Regions from separate parts of the Danio rerio genome. Here region 1 is linked to region 2. The links are chromatin contacts, called in public Micro-C maps. All regions are on one chromosome and are shown on one strand. Each heading gives the region's core, a stretch centred on a gene start, on an enhancer-like site or on the middle of the called end of the contact. The rest is flanking DNA. Distances are from core to core; before and after follow the strand shown.

Region 1 (5,411 bases), core at 2,549-5,048, 230 kb after region 2:
TAATAATAATAATAATAATAATATATATATATATATATATATATATATATATATAAAACAGACTTTATACTACAAAAAAAACACGGTTAATTTTCGCAATGGACAATTTTGTCAGTGACTGGTAAAATGCCGGCTTTCCTCTCGGGTTTCATTTGGCATTTGGTTCATAGGTGGGATTACAGCTCATGGTGGTCGTCTAGACAATGAAAGCCAATGCCACAGTCACAATATCTCAAGCCTACGTCTGATTTACCCCATCAAAAGTGTATGTACATTGCATTAAATAACTGTTTCGGATTCTTTATTACAGTGTTTGATATTTAACTTGTCGCAAAGTATTTTCCCGCCAGATTTGTTCTCATTGTTTTACTGCATTTTAAATCATCGTTTCGGTTCAAAAATTCTAGTGTTGAATTGTAAACATCACGCTTCTAATGTTGAAGAATGTGGACAGAGATTAATACAAAGAAACACGTTTAGCAAAGCTCGTAGTTTAATCATTTAAATTAAAATTCAGATTTTCAAACGAATTATCCCATCACAATATTCCAAACTACACAGAAAATGTGTATCCTTAATGCGGTAAAGCACTAACTCATTTTTTTCTAATGAAAAATAGCCTGATCATTGTAAACACATTTGGTTTTAAAAATGCAAACCTTTTTTTTTTTAAATGTACCGAGTCGTTTAAGATAAATTTATATAGGTTAAAATATAAAAATGAGTATTTGAGTACACATCTGTATATGTGTGTATTATAAATGTATTATTATTATTATTATTATTGGTCCCACTTTATATTAAGTGTCCTTAAGGACATAGTCCTACTATAAGGACATAGTCCTACTATGTACTTACATTAAACAATAAATACAATGTACGTACTGTGTTCATAATGTGTTTGAGAACACTTTTGAGTTGGGATAGAGGTTGGGTTATGGACAGGTTTGGTGGCATGGGTACGTTTAAGGGTGGGTTAAGGTGAAAGGGATGGTCAACAGTGCATTTACAAATGTAACTACAAAACTTAATTACAGATGTAAGTAAGTATTTGTTAAAACCACTTAATATAAAGTGGGACCCTTATTAAATCTTTGAATCGTGGTGCATTTTAAGGCCTTTTTTTAAATACCTATTTTAATATAGCATTTAGCCTAAACATTACTACCCAGTGCTTCTCTTCCCAGGTATCTGCTTAAAAAATAAAAATAGCTACGTGCTATTTTAATTTAAGTTCGAACGTTTGGGAATAATTTTTATCTTGGTATTCATCGGTATCCTATCGTTTATTGTCTTTTAAAATTTACAAAAACATATTAAAAAAAAAAAAAGTACAATTACATATTTTCACAGTTGATGCACATTTGTACACTCGACATTTTTCAACTTTCCTGTGGAATGTAATACATGTAGCTCATAACTACTTGCAAATACTTAACAAGATTTGTAATCAAATTTATCTCTTTCAGACCAATAGCTCTCTGCCTGAGCATCCATTTTCTAAATAAAGAAAATGGCTTTTTAAAATGACAGCAGCAATAGTTTGTTTTAGTAATGGGCTTTCAAGAATAGCTAAGACTAAAGAAAGATATGCATATCTCTCATTCCTTGTAGGTCGATATACAAACGGTTTGGTTACTTTTTAATTAAAATGTTTAAATAATTTTTTTTCTTACGGTGCTTGATGCTTACGTCGACCATTCAAAAACGGCACATATATAAAAGGCTAAGCATACTATAATATGCTGATGAGAAGTCCCTCCCAAAAGTTCCTACTTGTCATGTTATATTGGTTTCTGCCTTAGTAAATTTCGCTGATGTAGAAGCGACTTTGTGAAACTCCATCCGGGGCATAGAATGGCTTGCGTGGCGTTTGTTGTTCATTCTCTTTTTCAGACTTGCGCGGTGGGCGGTAGCCCGTCCCCCTCCCCGAACTTGAAGTCGACCGCACAGCCAAGTCTGTGCGGTAACCCTGAGAAAAGTCTGAGAAAGAGGGAGGGGGTGTTGGACGCAACATCAGACTAGAATAAGACACACTGAAGACAAAACCAAAAGAGAAACAAAATGTTATTTCATAATGTTATACAATATGGTCATATGATGCAATTTCTTAGTCCCGCATATATATTATTTTATTTATTTATTTTTTGACATAGGAGTTCATTAGCTTTATATTATTTTAAACTTGTTTTCCTGTTAAAACTGATATTTTACCTAAAGCAACATTAACTTAATCTGAATCTCAAGGACTCCACAACAAAGCTGGAACATACTGGATAGAAAACAGTGGGAAAAAATGTTGTCTGAATTGCCCCTTCATCCTGGTTGAACAGAGTCGTTCTCTTATGTTAAAAAAATGAGTCTCACTACAGGTCTCGCAAATTGCATAAAAATCTTTCTATCGCAGGTTTTCGTTGAACACAGGCCCCAAATTACTGCTGAAAACTTTCCCGCACGCGGCGCGGAATTTGTTATAAGCTGACGAAGAGGCAGAGCTTTTGGCGTTTAACTTACTCTTCTTTTTGCGGAAAACCAATTACTTAGGCATCGTATAATCCGATTACTTTATATTCCCGACAAACACACGTTGCAAACAATATGTAATTTGCACTAAATTAGGCTCATGTTACTCGCCTCCCTCAGATGCCTTGAGGCATTTGGCAGAAGGGGATTAAGGGTTATGCGTTGTGGAAAAGTGAGGCCTTTAACGGCCTAATCCAAGTCTCACTGTTAGACTCGTTAATTCTTGAAAGTCAAAACTATATTCTTTATATCGTGCGAGTCCAAGATGATCTTTCGTGTGTAAGTTAAAAATAAAGCAAATAAAATCAAGTACAACACCTTTCAGAATATTCCATAATTTTTTAGTTGTGATATATAAAGATATGCCCTTACAGATGACCACTGTTACATTGGTGAATTGATGTAAACGAAATGTTTAATTTAATGAATAAACTTAAGTCTAAATGCGGCCATGTTACGGTCTAAAATGGACTCTGAGGTAAACACTATCTGAATCTAATTTGTTTATCCTAAATTAACCTTGGAATGATTTTGTTTTGCAAAAATTAACAGAGAAACAGCAATAATCATGCGTTGTGATTTCCACTCAATTATAAAAGGTCAAATCATGCTATCCTGCTCTCATTTTTTTCTCAAACAATTTGAGACAAAATACACGTTTGAAATACTCTAATATTCAATGTATGTATTTATAAATGTTGTGTTTTGTGGGAGTTTGTATTACGTAAGGTAAATGCAAACCACCAGTGGCCTGCGGCTATTCGATAAGTGCTGATCGCTTGGATTTCATTTTATTTAAGTCACAAACATGCTGTTCCGACGTTTAAAATTAGATTGCAATACTCTGAGAGCTTGAAAAACAATAATCATAGCGTCTTGTTTTCAATAAAATATAATGTTTAAAAAATCAGTTAATCGAACACAGTTCTAATCGTCTATGTTGTGAAAAATTGAGTATACACATCACAGACATTAGAAATTAATTCGTAACTTATCTGAACTTTGCGTTGCGCAGTTTGGATTTCCTAATAGCCCTGTCGTCAATATATAGGCCTAACTTGAACCAGAGACGATCTGTCAATTTCTTCACATGATCACGTGACCCTGGCCTCAGTTGGAGCGGATAGAGATGGATTTCCACGTCATCTTACGTCTCAAAATTTCTGCCTCGCGGATATCCCTACAACGCGACTAAATGGCACGCGCAAATGAGAGCAATGTTGTGGGCGTTGCGTATAGGTCTCACTAGCCCAAGCAAGAAACTACGCGGGTACAATGATGGATTTTGACGAAAGGGTTTCCGTTGGCTCCAACATGTATCTGCCCAGCTGCACATATTACGTTCCGGGGGCTGATTTTTCCACGTTGCCCTCTTTTCTATCCCAAAGCCCGTCTACTCGCCCAGTCACTTACTCTTACGCTTCCAACCTGCCTCAGGTACAGCATGTCAGGGAGGTTACATTCCGGGACTATGCTATTGACCCGTCCACCAAATGGCCTCACCGGGGTCCACTGGCACATTGTTATCCGTCGGAGGATTCAGTCCACAGGGAGTGTTTACCAGCTGTAACGACTGTTGGAGAAATGTTCCCTAAGAATAATGCATCTGCGTATTATCATTCTACATCGAACACGACATCTGCGTCCAATTTTTACGGCAACGTTGGAAGAAACGGTGTGCTTCCTCAAGCATTTGACCAGTTTTTTGACACCGCCTACGGAGGCTCGGACAGTGTAGTAGACAACGACTATGCAGCAAGGGATAAAATGCACTCCAGCAAACAGTCGACACCAGCGCCCGCACCGGAGCAGCAGCCCGAAGGAAAGGAGCGACCGGAGACCAGTAGCCCCGAATCATCTTCCGGAAACAATGAGGAAAAAACTAGCGGTGCGAACAGTAAGTACGAGCTCAACAAGACTGTCATGCGAGAGAGTTTGCAATGTTGCGCGCTCCTGTTAAAATTTTATATGCTGTTTTATAAGCGTATAAGGTTTATGGAGGACCTGAGATTTCCCCAACAAAACCTAGACTACTTTAACACTGTGAAATTCAAGTGCTTGGAATTGAAATTAGCCATGAAAAGACTTAAAGATTGGACATTTTTACCTTTAAAACGCATTAGTACGAGCAGGGATTTGTCATGTTTGATTACAGTGTAACATGCTTTTCGTGTCTGCAAATTTAATGTGAGATTTATTAATAACAATAATTACAACTTTATTAGTAATAATAGCAATAATAGTATTACTTGTTTAAAAGCCTAAGTAATATGTAATATATTAGTAAAAAAGCATAATATTTGATTACTTACCATTAATTTGTTATTTTCTGTAGCTTAAATTTCACTTTTAGTTTTATAGTGCTTTTTTTTACTAACATACATGTCTATCTATCAATGTTTCTGTGTGGTGTGCGTGTTTGTGCGTGTGTATGCATATATATGTATATATATATATATATATATATATATATATATATATATATATATATATATATATATATATATATATATATATATATATATATATGTATATTGTGTAGCCTATATGTACACTATTAGTTTATATATTTGATCTAACGTGTATTTACATTTAGGTGGGCCCAGGTTTCGTAAGAAGAGGTGTCCCTACACTAAATTTCAAATTCGGGAGCTTGAAAGGGAATTCTTCTTCAGCGTGTACATCAACAAAGAAAAACGACTTCAGCTCTCACGGATGCTTAACCTCACTGATCGCCAAGTGAAAATTTGGTTCCAGAACCGGCGCATGAAGGAAAAAAAACTAAATCGGGACAGGTTACAGTATTACAGTACCAATCCACTGCTATAGGATAAACAATAACAACAACAGAGGTAGAAATTTAGTAGCTGCTGTAATGCGTTCGCATT
Region 2 (5,981 bases), core at 2,450-4,949:
GATAAAAACAAATACGTATAACAATAAAAAGTTATAAATATATAAAATATAAATAAAATAAAATTCACACAAAAATATATTCAAAGGTAAATAAAATTTTCAGTTAAATTTTTGATAAATTATTTAAGATTCTTACTGGTGGTTCCCTGGAATTTAAGACTATTAATTTATAATCACGTTTTTGAAATTAGGCTACCCCATATATTGAGGTCTCTCAAAGGAAATATATTATTGAGAAAGTGAAAGTAAGAAATATATATTTTTTTACATTTGCTTGTTTGATATTAGTTTAAGTTATCTGGGCCCCCTTTTTGAGAACCAATGATATAATAATATTCCTGGTACAGTATATTTTGGTGACACTCACTGCTTATTTGAACTGGAGTATGTGGCAGTGCATTGAGACTGACACTGTGAGCTGTGCGTCTGGAGCTGGTTCTGGTTCAGATGGGCCAGTGCACACGACTGCTGTTGCTGAGGCTGAAACTGCTGATGTTGACCTTGCTCAGGTTGTGTTTCGGTGTGAGGCTGCCTCTGAGCTGACGTCTGTGCAGAAAAGTTCTAAAAAGAGGAAAAGAGCACACTTAATTTTGAAGGTCTGTTTGTTGAATTTAAGTTACATTGCATCTACATGCCAACTAGTTCTCATTAGATAATAAGTTAGGTTGAGGTTAGGGTTAGTGTAAGTCAGTTCAATGATCAAGTTAAACTTATAGTCAGTTAAATGTCTGTTAAAGGAGCAGTTTCAACTTTTTTTGCCACTCTGCCCTTCTATAGAGATCTGTATATGAGAACTGTTTTAATACCTTTAATTCTTAGTACATTCCACATATTATGGACATACACACATATGCAAATATGGAATTAAATGTAAAACTTAACTAGCTTAAAGACTTCTATTTGTGGTAAAGACTGTTAAGCAAATTAATATATTATTCATTTGAACATGTGTGTAAGATTTGAAACATGAACTTCCTCTCACCGGTTTGGTCTGCTCTTCCGTCTGAGACTGGTTAAGCTCCAGGTCAGTAAAGAGGCCCACTTCCTCACAGTCCCGTAAGAAACGAGTTGGTGTTGGAGTCTGATCTATAGATGAACAAAGAGTACATATATGTCAAATCACAAATGCAAAGAGAATGCCACACATAAAAATGTCACTGGCAATAAATAAAGGAAGTCAATACGATAGGGATTTTTATTAATTAGAACAAGGTGAGTTCATTTATAAAGTACATTTATATCAGAAAAAAAATAATAATAAATTAAAAAAATATATAGAAAAATATCTATATTTTCAGGCAATAATTTTTTTCAATATATTCACAAATAAGAAACAAAGAATGCATAAATCTGATTATACCATCTCATACACAGTATACATGAATAAATATTGTATTATTATATTGTTTTATAGATAGGTGTATGCTACATACAATATTATAAATAATGCATTTTTATAACAGGGTTATCTATGTATCTCTAGAATTATTTTGAGGTGGTATGGTGTTTATAATATATATTGAATATTTAAATATGTCATACACTACATGTAAACATAGGAGGCATGTCATAGGGTCATAGAACAAAATAAAGTAGATCAATATCAAGTAACTTCCAGGCCTTCTAAACAAATGTAGAAAAGCTAGCCTTCTTCTCAATGTCATAAGCGAAACATGTCAGAAGTACTCTCGTGACATGCTGAAAAAATGGTAAAAATTAACCCTATGTCATAAACATGAGCCTGATTTTGCTCTCGCTGTTTTGGTAATTTAGAGGTAGTCTAAACCAAACGCTTTTTTCTAGACTACCATGAAAGAGGTCAGAAGGTAAAGCCCTTCTTTTGTTTTTTATGTAAATGTTTCTGCCGCTCCAGTGATGGCTCACAGACCCCAAAGGTTAAGGGTCAGGCTGATGTTTATATGTCAGACATTGAGTTTCCAGGGTAACAGACATTGTCTAAATCCTAAATTAAAGGAGATGGAGAACATGACCTATCATGACACTCAAACACATATTCTCTTTTCCCAGGCTCTTATATTTCTGACCCACAGAATTTAGATTGACACTGTCGTTGTTCTGACAATCCTAATATAACATTGATTATAAAATACCCTTTCAGTGTGTAATTATGTGTGTGTGTGTGTGTGTGTGTGTGTGTGTGTGTGTGTGTGTGTGTGTGTGTGTGTGTGTGTGTGTGTGTTTACCTGAAAGCATACTGTCACACTTAATAGAAGGGAATTTAAGCGTCATCTCATGTTTGTGTCTGTGGATGATTAGGTGGTCTTCTCTTTGGAAGCTCTATAAGAATCAGAAACAAAATTGATGTAGAAATAAATGTTAAAAAATTATTTAGAAGTATTAAACTATGAATCAATTATAGCTTGCAAAAATGACAATCCGCAGCAAAACAGGACATCTGTCACTCACCTGCGAGCATCCAGGAGCAATGCACACAAATGGCCTGTCCTGATCAACATTCATCATCTGAGATGTAAAAGACCTAATAAAAATACACATACAAACACATGCGCAGTGGAGATGACATTATGAAGTGCTCATGACAAGCAGCCAGATATAAATGACACCTACATATATTGTCTGTCTGTCTGCCTGTCTAAATAGATAAATAGACAGAGACTTTATGAACCCTTTTTAATGCCAGACTGACAGACAGACAGACAGACAGATAGATAGATAGATAGATAGATAGATAGATAGATAGATAGATAGATAGATAGATAGATAGATAGATAGAATCTAATTACTGAAACTATTTGTATTGCTTTCAGTTCTCCATATTTTGTTCACATTTCCCTATAAATGAATTGTCTTCTGTGTACAGTGCGTGCTCTCTGTATATGATAAGTACCTTATAAAACGCATGCTTCTAGCCCGGTTACTCATAAAATGATCATTCCTCTAGTTATGACATCATCGTTTAGTTGAGCCGGGCAAGAGTTTGAATTGGCAAGACGGGTCTACGGTGCTAATGCCAAGCGTCTAACTGGCCTGCAGAATGACGTAATGGCGAAACCAGAGGATTCACGCGGTGTCACGAATATTACAAACCCAAACAACCAAGAGCAGACATCTCACCAGCGGCAGATATGTTAATTTAGCAGAAAAAAACACAGTAAAGTTGGCTGATTCACCCTGAAGTATATCTGTCGGCAGGTGTCATCCACGGTTTGATTAAACACAAAGCGAATGCAAATACTTTCTTCCTCTAAACATGCACATGTGTTTGATTATAACCGTTAAATCGTGTTCGATTTAACGTAAAATTCGAATAGGCTTCGAACCGCTAACTGTCCAACATTCGCTCCGGTTGCTGACAAGTTTGTTTACACTCTTTACTAAAGATTTGCAAAGACGACAGTTTTCAGTCAGAACCTTTTTTATATGAATATTGTTATCGCCTGTTTATTCGGCGGTGTCACACCCCCTCAAACAAACATTCTAACAGTTTGCGCCCATCTCAGTGGAAACCGGCACTTTGACATAACTTGACAGTAAAACAACAACAACCGCATCAAAAACCCACAAAACACTGTACAAAACAAGTAAACTGTTTGCGCTGTAAATCAGGTGTTTAATTATATTCAAAAGACTGACTGTAAAACAGTAACACTAACTTACCTAAACGCACGCAGACTGAGACAAGCAACGCTCCTCGCGCTGGGACGAAGCACGCTGAAGTGAAACGCGATTACAATATGATCTATTTACAGAAGCATTACATCACCTTGTGGTGACGTCACGTGGGATTCCTGAACTTCTAAATCATTGCGGTCCGCTTTTTAAAAAGAGGAGGTGCTTTCAGACTCCGCGCACCCGCCCACCGGAGGATGTAGCGGGCGTCCGATGCGGACATTGGAGCGTTGAGGGAGAAAAAAGGAAGGGGAGGCGCTTTACTGCGTGCGTGCTGCGCCAACAGCTGTCTGGAGCTGTGCGCGGGACGGTCCCGATTAACGTATGGTGTGTGTGTGTGTGTGTGTGTGTGTGTGTGTGTGTGTGTGTGTGTGTGTGTGTGTGTGTGTGTGTGTGTGTGTGTGTGTGTGTGTGTGTGTGTGTGTGTGTGTGTGTGTGTGTGTGATAAAGAGAAGAGAGCGGGCATGTATGAGCGCGTTAACTGCTGGCTTAACCCGTATATCCAAATGATTACCAGACGTTTGTTTTTTCCGACGGCCAACCAAATAAAACACGTATTTCTTTCCTTTTGTGGTTACAGTACCAGTGGAAAACAGTAAGATACAACTGGTCAGTTACTCAGTATGAGAAGAAAACTGCAAACCTTCAAGTAGCCTAAACTTATAATATTTATTTATTTATTTTTTATTATTTCACTTTCAATTGATTTTATTGCCACTTTATTGAAGATTTGGACTTTTAATATGATTTAAATTTTTTTTTTTTGAGAGTAAGTTAAGTTTTAATATTTATTTTTTTAAATAATAGCTTATATATTTTAAATATTTACAGAGGCCTAATATTGTAAACACACTTGGTAATGTTGGTAAGTGTTGATAATTAACTTTTAATCAAATGCATCTACTATACCGCTGTACTTTAAACACTTTAGACTCTTTTTAGAAACCTAAATGGAATACATTTTGTTTGGAGTGACTAAATATTTATGCTTTGTTACTTGTTTCAAGAATGTTTTGTTTAATCATCGTGTTAAACCACTGATGTCATGATTTGAAATGTATGACAGAATGTGGATACTTTCAGATTGTGTTAAAACTAAGGGGTGTGTCTGATGTTTCAGAACAACGTGGTCCTTTTGTGGTCATCGCAAGGGAAAGAGTGCAAGAAAACACACAAGTGGGAGGGAGGAAAATACAGTGTGAATCATTAGCCTGCTCTAACTCAGAATGCTAGTAGCTGTTTCCCCAGCAACACCACAAAACAGGAAGTGGTAATGATGTCACATCAAGCCCCAGCCTTAGCTGACTCCTACATCTTTGAGTATGAATCATTCACACACAGAGACAATGCAGCAGAGGGCATGCATCCACAGGCCTCATGACATCATCCATGTTTCTCCAATGATATAATTCAACTTAAAAAGGAACTGTCAGGTTCACCTTTTGTTTCACCATTCTATTATAATCTATAAAATTATAAATTCATGTTTTATTCAAAGTGACTTACAAAAGAGAAACTTAAAGCATTTTGTTACAGATAACAGTAATTAAACAAAATGTAAGGTGGTGCAGTGGTTAGCACTGTCGCCTCACAGCAAGAAGTTAGCTGGTTCAAGCCCCAGCTGGGCCAGTTGCCATTTCTGTGTGGAGTTTGCATGTTCTCCCCATGTTGCGTTGGTTTCCTCCGGGCGCTCCAGTTTCTCCCACAGTCCAAAGACATGCAGTACAGGTGAATTGAAAAAACTAAATTGGCTGTAGTGTATGTGTGTAAATGTGCAACTGTATAGGTGTTTCCCAGAACTGGCTAGCAGCTGGAAGGGCATCCGCTATGTAAAACATATGCTGGATAAGTTGGCGATTCATTCTGCTTTGGCCACCCCTGCTGAATAAAGGGACTAAGCCGAAGCAAAATTAATGATTGAAAACATAATGCATTTTGACTGATTTCACAAGGACATTGTTCTCTTTTGGATGAGAATATGGAATTTGTACACACAGAAATCCATAGACCTTTTCAAATAAATTGTTATCATTAAGTCTATATATTTACTTATGTAAATGTGTGTAAATGCATACATATTCAGTTTTTTTAATAATCGTTTTTAGGGGTTTTCATCTTTATTTTGATAGGACAGTGGAGAGTTATAGAGAGGAAAGTATGGAGAGGAGAGATAGGGGAAGGATCGGCATAGGACCTCAAGCCGGTAAACGAACTTGGGTCACCGTGAGCACCTCAGTGCAATGAGTCGACTCACTAAAATAATAAATTGGACAGGCCTGCAAAGATTGACAACTGTTTTATAAAATAGATATTAAAAACAAACAATAATA

Evidence for each region. A called contact is a pair of places that touch in the nucleus more often than the background predicts.
Region 1: a Micro-C map of caudal fin shows a contact between it and region 2, with 3 times the contacts expected there. The contact joins the promoter of hoxa11a here to the promoter of creb5a in region 2. A contact is called at or near these places in 2 of 18 Hi-C or Micro-C datasets (caudal fin and embryo) and 1 of 4 datasets of contacts at active chromatin or transcription factors (caudal fin).

Annotation. Positions count from the first base shown.
Region 1 is chr19:21,992,916-21,998,326 of GRCz12tu, forward strand. hoxa11a (homeobox A11a) reads left to right here and starts at 3,799. Exons shown (of 2, transcript NM_131544.1): 1 at 3,799-4,510; 2 at 5,117-5,352. The coding sequence starts at 3,799. The coding sequence ends at 5,352. It also overlaps a transcript of evx1 not described here.
Region 2 is chr19:21,759,844-21,765,824 of GRCz12tu, forward strand. creb5a (cAMP responsive element binding protein 5a) reads right to left here and starts at 3,700. Exons shown (of 11, transcript XM_009294189.5): 1 at 3,640-3,700; 2 at 2,428-2,500; 3 at 2,205-2,298; 4 at 983-1,086; 5 at 368-561. The coding sequence starts at 2,484. LOC141379066 (a long non-coding RNA gene) reads left to right here and starts at 4,772. Exons shown (of 3, transcript XR_012395023.1): 1 at 4,772-5,981.